Regions from separate parts of the Macaca mulatta genome. Here region 2 is linked to region 1. The links are chromatin contacts, called in public Hi-C maps. All regions are on one chromosome and are shown on one strand. The core of a region is the stretch at or near the end of the contact, and the rest is flanking DNA. Distances in the headings are between cores, read along the strand shown. Region 1 holds the start of MED13L (mediator complex subunit 13L). Region 2 overlaps SPRING1 (SREBF pathway regulator in golgi 1).

Region 1 (3,595 bases), core at 180-2,679:
GTTACAGAAAATAATTTCCAAAATGTATGTTCTCCAAAAGGGACTCACCTCCCCCTAAAAAAACCAGGGTACACAACTAAGTTGGGTGTTTTTAAGGATAAATTAAATAAACTGTTCAGCCAATTTTCCAATTATATTCTACGCTTGAAACGTAATTGCCTTATATCTGTTTACAAATCTTTGCTCAATATTTAAACAAATTCGTACTCTCCTGGGCACATAGCTATACATACAGTAACTCATGCACAAAGCACATATTTAAAGACCACGCACTGCAATTATTAGCCTAAACGCCAGGTTTAACAACGTGAATGTTTTCAGAGGTAGGTAATACGACCCAATAAAAAGCAAAGATGGCATTTACCACCAAATGTCACTGCCACCGCCAGGAAAGAGTTGCTGGAGCCCTATACATTTTTAATTTCGATGAATCTAGACGCCGTCGGCGGGTGCCAGGCTTCCACGAGAACAATTGACACCCTAACTGCTTCAAGATTAAGGCAGGCGATTCAAATCCGAAGGAAAAGTTGTCAATTATCAGAGAGAGAGCGCGAGAGAGGCGAAAGCAGATAAAAGCGATGTTATCAAACCGCCCAGCTTGTTGCTTTTGTGTGTGTGTGTGTGTGTGGATTCGTTGTTAGGACAGATAAAACAGTTTTTAAAAGACACAGAAGGAGAGAAAGAAAAAAAAGCTTTCTCCACCTTCCGTCGGCTCGGTGCAATGGCTTTACGGCTCTCCAGCGTAGTAAGCCCCGAGAGGCAAGCGGCTGTCGATGTTTACAATCGCGGGAGCTTCGGGTGCAAGAGTCCTTTCCTGACACAATCGCATTCAATCAACTGTTTTCGGGCGAAATTGCAGGTGTCATTATGGAATTTAAAAAAATTCAAAAGGCAGGCGGGCGGGCGGGCGGGCAGGCAGCCGATCCGACAACGGGGAAGAGGTTGCCGATCGGAGGCGCGGGCAGCACAAGGCAAAGCCTTCCACATTTAGGGGGGAAAAAAAGGGGGGAAAGGGGAGGAGAAGGGGAGTGCAATTGCAACAGAGGGTGGGCGTTCGAAGTGCGACCCAGAATCCGCAGCTCCGAGACTTCCACATGCAAATTCCACGCCGAGCGCCGCGCTCACAAATGATTTTTAAAGAGCCAAATAAACACTGGATGGGATCCAAGGCGAGAAAGAGACGATCCAAAAGGGGGAGAATCGGCGAGAGGCGAACGGCGGGGAGACGCGAGGGAGGGGCGAAGTCCCGGCGGCGGGAGGAGAAAGTTGGTCGGCGGCGGAGGTCGGGGAGCCCCCCCTCCCCGACACAGCCCCCTCCCCGCAGCCCGGCTACTCACCAGCGAAAAGAGGTTGGAGTGACAATCCTCCAGGCTCGCCCCGTTCGCCACCCAGTTCGCTGCCGCAGTCATGATCCTCCGCGAGCCCGGCCGCCAGAGCGGGGCATGTCGGAGCGAGGCGTCCGAGGCGAGGCCGGGCCGGGCGGCGGCGCCTCGCCGGGGAGCGCGGGGCGGCCGGGCCGCCGCCGCCGCCGGGGGAGGGCGCGAGGGCCGGCGGGCAGGCGGGAGGCGCCGCGGCGACGCCGCGCCGGGGGCGGCGGGCCCGGGCTGGCGGGGGGGTCCGCGGCGGCCGCGCGGCTCCTTCCTGCTCGGGCGGCGGCGGCGGCTGCGGCGGCTTCGGCGGCGGCGGGGGGCGCTGTCCGTGCGGCCCGGCGCCCACCCCGCCTCTCAGGGCCGCCGCTGCCTCCCGGGCCGGCGCTGCGGGCCGGCCGCCGCCTCCGCCTTCCCTGCTCCTCAGCCGCCGCCGCCGCTGCCGCCGCCTTGTTTATCTCCAGCCACCGACTCCCCCTCGGCCCCCGCCGGCGCGCGAGGGGAGGCGAGCCCCGGAGCCGCCGCCGCCGCCTCGGAGCCGCCGCCGCCGCGGAGCGCGAACTCGCGAAGGGGGGGGTGCGGACGAAGCCAGCGGGCGACCCCGGCAGCCGAGCGACGTCCCCTCCTTCCTCTTCCTCCCCCACCCCCCCCTCCTCCCCAGTCAGCCTCGCTTCTCCTCCCTCCCCGGGCTCGCTTGCTCTGACAGCAATGGCGGCCGCCGACCGCGGCTCGGCCCGCCATTGGCTGGTGCCGGGTCACGTGACGGGCGCCGGCCGCGCGGGGGGAGCAGGGGGCGGGCGGGGGAGGGGTCCGGAGTGGCGGCGGCGGCGGCGGCTCGCGGGAGGCGCTGCTGAGCCGAGCGCGGCCGGGTCCTCGGGCCGGGAAGAGGGAGGGAGGGAGGCGGAGAGGGAGAGAAAGAAGTGCAGGCGGCCGGGCTCCCCGGCGGGCGGCGGACTGCCGGCCCGTGGCTGCCGTGGGCTGCCCCTCGTGGCCGCCCCGCCCCCTCGCGGTGCACTGATCGTGGCGGGGCGGGACCGTGGGTCCGGGGCGGGACCGTGGGTCCGGGTCGCGCCCGTGGCGGCCGCGGAAGCGGGCGCGGGGCCCCCGGCCTGTGTCCCCGCAGCCCAGGCCGGCTGGCGTGGCGCGGCGGCCGCGCTGTGGACCAGGCAGCGGGTCCGAGTGCTCTGGGAAGTGTGTGTCTTCGGAGGCTCGCGCCGCCGTCCGCCTTTTACAGAGAAAAAAAACTGAAGCACAAAGGGATTAAGTCACTTGCCCGAGGTCGCACACCTGGGAAGAGGAGTCCAGATTCGAACCCGCGCACAGTGAAGCCAAGCTCTTGGACTAGGTTTCACAGTCTTTGCCCAGGGATATTCACGGCTGCCACAGAGGGAGCGCTTACTGTGTTCCAGGCACTGTGCGTTTAATACAGAAATGTGTATTGAGCCCTTTCTCCTAGTTACTGTGTGCACTCATTCATTCATTCATTATATAAATGTTTCCTGAGCTCCTACTATGTGCCAGAATCTATTACAACTTCCAGGCACTGTGCTAAGGCCGTGTTGGGAGCAGACCCTTCCTCTTGGCGTTATTCATTCAATAACCAACATTTCCCGAGAGTATATGACCTGGGTGTCCGGAGGAGTGCTGCTGTGAAGAGAGGCTCTCCCAGTCCTCAAGAAACGGATCCCCAAAAAGGTGGTGAGGAGAAAACAATGTCTTCACTAATAAGCCTCCAAACATGGAACAGCTAGCTGTTTCAGGCAGATTAAACTAAAAGAGGAAGAGTCGATGGCTAGCATAGTGGCTCACGCCGGTAATCCTAGCCGAGGTTTAACACCAACCTGAGCAATGTAGCAAGACCCCCGTTGCGACAAAAACAAAAAAAACAAAAAACAAAAATTAGACAGGCATAGTGGCATGTGCCTGTAGCCTTAGCTACTCCAGAGGCTGAGGTGGGAGGATGACTTGAGCCCTGAAGGCGGTGGCTGCAGTGAGCCCAGTGAGCCCCGAGATCGCATCACCGCACTCCAGCCTGAGTGAGAGAGGCCCTGTCTCAAAAAAAAAAAACAAATAGGGGAAGAGTGGAAAGCAGGGAAGAGATGAGAGTGCATAATAAAAGGAGAGAAGTCTTAGACACGTGAACTTAGCTCTGGAACTACCACAAAAATTGATCCTGATTGCTGGCCCTTGGGAGGTAATTAGCATAAGGGTGGAGCCCCCATGATGGA
Region 2 (3,570 bases), core at 252-2,751, 340 kb after region 1:
CAGGATGCCGAGCTCCAGTTCCCCTCTTAGGCCGGGAAATTCCGCTTGGTTCATTGTCTTCAGCAGCAAACTGCCGAGGCGGGGGTTGGGGGTGGGGGAAGACTGGAACCTGTGAGGCTGAGAAAAACCAGATGCCCGATTGATGCTTCCACATAGGACCAGGGCGCTAGAGGTAGACAGGGCCTGGTGCCGTGTGGCAAACATTGAGGGCTCTTTCCCATCCTGCAAATGGCTCTGGGCGTGGAGACAGCCCAGGGAAGAGGCTGTCTAGGACCATATGGCGCTTGCCAGTGGCACTGAGGCTGTTAGAGGCAGTGGTGGCAATCCCACTAATAATACTCCCTTCTCTCCAACGTTGACAAGATTCTCCCCACTTCATGGGAAGCACATGAAATCTGGCCTTTTGCCTCCAGAGATTTAGGATTGAAAGCCTGACAGTTTGGACACACAGCCCGTGGGCAATATTACCCTTCTCCCGGGCTTGTGTCTGTGCCAAGAATTCCTAACAAAGGGAGAAAAGATTAATTAATTTTTAAAAATCCATAAAAATGCTCATGAAACTGACTAGTAAGAAACTGTCCAGTTTTGTTTTTTTTTTCCTTGGTAGTGATCAGAATGTCGCAAGTTTCTACACACATATTTTACAGACGTTCCATAAATCTTCCCGTGGTGCCTCTTCCCTATAAGTAAGGTCCCTTGGGAAGTCATTGAGGCTTCCTCACTACATGTATTCAAGAGAAAATTGGTTGTAACACTTAGAGAAGGCGGCTGTCCGGGAGGGGGAGGTAGGGGTGGGGAGTGTGGAGAAGCTAGTCCAAGTTCAGTTGCCAAGGACAGAGAGACAAGGAAGCCTCCTTTTCTTGGAAATTCCTGAAATTTCCAAACTGTCTTTTACTTCTCATGCACAAATAATCTCTTTGTGCTATCTTTTTTATCCTTTTTATTTATTTACTTCTAATCGCCAAAGGGGGGGGTCATTCTTTCGCACAAAATCTGAAAAAGTAGACGGAAGTAGAAAGAAAGACACAACCAACCAAATAAACAAAAATCCCACCCCAAATTCCAAGGTTTTTTTTTTTTTTTTTTTGCTTTGTTTTATTTTGTTTTGAAAGGATTTTCCTGGGCAGTTTGACAGCACCGCTTCAGTGATGGGGGCCCAATGTTAGTGACAGTTCCCCAGGGAGCTTGTTAACATTGCAGATTCCTCCAAGCCTGCACCCCTGAGAGTGGGAGTTTGTAGGTCAGGGGGGTTGGGTCCCCCGAATCTGTGTTTTTAATAAGCCCTTGGGTGACTCTGAGGAGGGTGGTCATCAGACCACACTTTGAGAAATAATGAGTTTCAGATTTTTCAGACCCTCAGCAAACCTGAGATGTGAAAATCCAGATTTAAAACAAAAATCGGGGGCTAATGATTTGTTTTCTGGAAGGGTTTGGCTTAAATAGGCATTTCCCTCAGTGCCGTTAACATATGATTCTGTTCACACTCGGTGATTCAGCGAGGCAGCCAGGACTTCATCTGCACCACTCTGGGCCAATACGGCATACCGCCACCTTTTTACAGAGCAGCGTTGACGCCCATCTGCTCAAATAAATTAACGTTTCCATCTCAAATAACTCATTTGGCTGGATCACTGAGGTTACACGCCAACCCGAAGAGGAAGGGGAGGAGGCAATACAGGGGGGGGGGAGAGGTAGGAAAGGCATTTTGCAACGTATGTTGCAAGTAATACCGTTGCATTTTTGTAGCCAGAAAGGAGGGGTAAGTAGATGAACACAGCTACTAGTGTAATTCACATGCACCCCTTTATTATCTCCTTTTCACGATTCCTACTGATGCTTAGGAGTAGGGTACAGCTTGCAGCTGGATTTGCTGATGGGCGCGATATTCCCTGTGCAAAGACACTGTGGAGTTCGTGTGAGCCCATTGTGTGTGCATGGGCATGAGTGTGTGTATGGGGGCGGGGGTAAGGGGTGGAGGATTGTTCTGCAGAAGATCGTGATGTTCAGTGAGACGTACAGAGAACACACAGTGGAGACAGCAGGTAGTTTATTTCCTTTTTTAATGGACTTTATTTTTTACAACGGTTTTTGACTTTTTGAGAGTTTCGCTGCAAAATTGAGCAGCAGGTACAGAGATTCCCCATACACTTCCTTCCTGAAACATGCGCAGCCTCCGCCACCATCAACATCCTGCCCCAGAGTGGCATATTTGTTACAGTTGATGAACCTACGCCGACACATCCTTATCTCCCAAAGTGCACAGTTTACGTAACTTTTTTTTTTTTTTTTTTTTTTGAGATGGAATCTCACTCTGTGGCCCAGGCTGGAGTGCAGTGGCGCGATTTCAGCTCAATGCAACCTCTGCCTCCTGGGTTCAAGCGATTCTCCTGCCTCAGCCCTCCCTCGAGTAGCTGGGATTGCAGGCGTGCACCACCACGCCTGGCTAGTTTTTGTATTTTTAGTAGGGACGGGGTTTTGCCATGTTGGCCAGGCTGGTCTGGAACTCCCGACCTCAGGTGGTCCACCCACCTCCGCCTCCCAAAGTGCTGGGATTACAAGCGTGAGCCACCATGCCTGGCTGTAACTTTTTATTTTGAAATAATTTTAGAGTTACAAAAAGGTGCAAAATAGTGCAGGGTTCCCATATAACCTTCACCCAAGTTTCTCTACTCTTCACAGCTCACATAACCATCCTGCAATGATCAAAACCATCCAACATTGGTTCATTACTATTAACTAAACTAAGCTCCTATTTTCAAGTCTCACTGATTTTTCCACTTACGTCTTTTTTTCTGGACAACAGGTACTTTCAAGTCAGAGAGATCTGGGTGTGAATCCAGCTGTGTCACTCGAAAATTGTCCAAGTCAGATCATCTCTCTGAGCCTTGATTTTCTCTCTGTAAAATGGGAGATAACAAGGGCAACTTAATAGGGTCCTTGTGAAGATGAAATAAAAACATGTGTGTCCAGAGCTTGGCACACAAGTAGGCACTGATGTTGGTTTTATTTTCCTACTCTCTTTCAAAGAACCATCCTCAAGGACAAATGGGCATTTGCGTAAATTCCTGTTGGACCAGTTTGACTTCATCTCAGCTGCTGGATCAAGTTTCTCTATTTTGGAAAAAAAAAGAAAAGAAGAAGAAGAAAAGAAAAGGCCGCAGACATAGAGATTAATTAGGAAGCTATTGTAACAGTCCATGTAAGCTAAGTCTCCACAGTGGCTGCACAGAGGTAAGAAGAGAAAAAGTTGTTTTGTTGTTGTTGTTTTGTTTTGTTTTTGTTTTTGTTTTAGAGATGGAGTCTTGCTCTGTCACCCAGGCTGGAGTGCAGTGGCGCGATCTTGGCTCACTGCAAACTATATCTCCTGGGTTCATGCCATTCTCCTGCCTCAGCCTCCCGAGTAGCTGGGACTACAGGCACCCGCCACCATGCCCAGCTGATTTTTTGTATTTTTAGTAGAGACGGGGTTTCACTGTGTTAGCCAGGATGGTCTCGATCTCCTGACCTCGTGATCCACCCACCTCAGCCTCCCAAAGTGCTGAGATCACAAGCATGAGCCACCACGCCCAG

What was found. Hi-C and Micro-C count contacts between places; a contact is called where the count stands out from the background.
Region 2: a contact with region 1 is called in a Hi-C map of CD4 T cells, with 6 times the contacts expected there. The contact joins the enhancer-like site here to the promoter of MED13L in region 1. A contact is called at or near these places in 6 of 14 Hi-C or Micro-C datasets (CD4 T cells, blood, cortical neurons and 3 more).

What each region holds. Positions count from the first base shown.
Region 1 is chr11:123,527,472-123,531,066 of T2T-MMU8v2.0, forward strand. It overlaps MED13L (mediator complex subunit 13L), which reads right to left and starts at 1,430. Exons shown (of 31, transcript NM_001261532.1): 1 at 1,338-1,430. The coding sequence starts at 1,409.
Region 2 is chr11:123,864,855-123,868,424 of T2T-MMU8v2.0, forward strand. All of the region lies in intron 5 of SPRING1 (SREBF pathway regulator in golgi 1), which reads right to left. Among named protein-coding and RNA genes, the nearest start is that of SPRING1, 140 kb to the right of the region's middle. Within about 2 kb of position 1,502, at least 17 of the 40 cell types and tissues checked have an H3K27ac peak or open chromatin away from gene starts, as enhancers often do. A contact at or near this core is called in CD4 T cells and fetal cortex germinal zone, where this site is marked.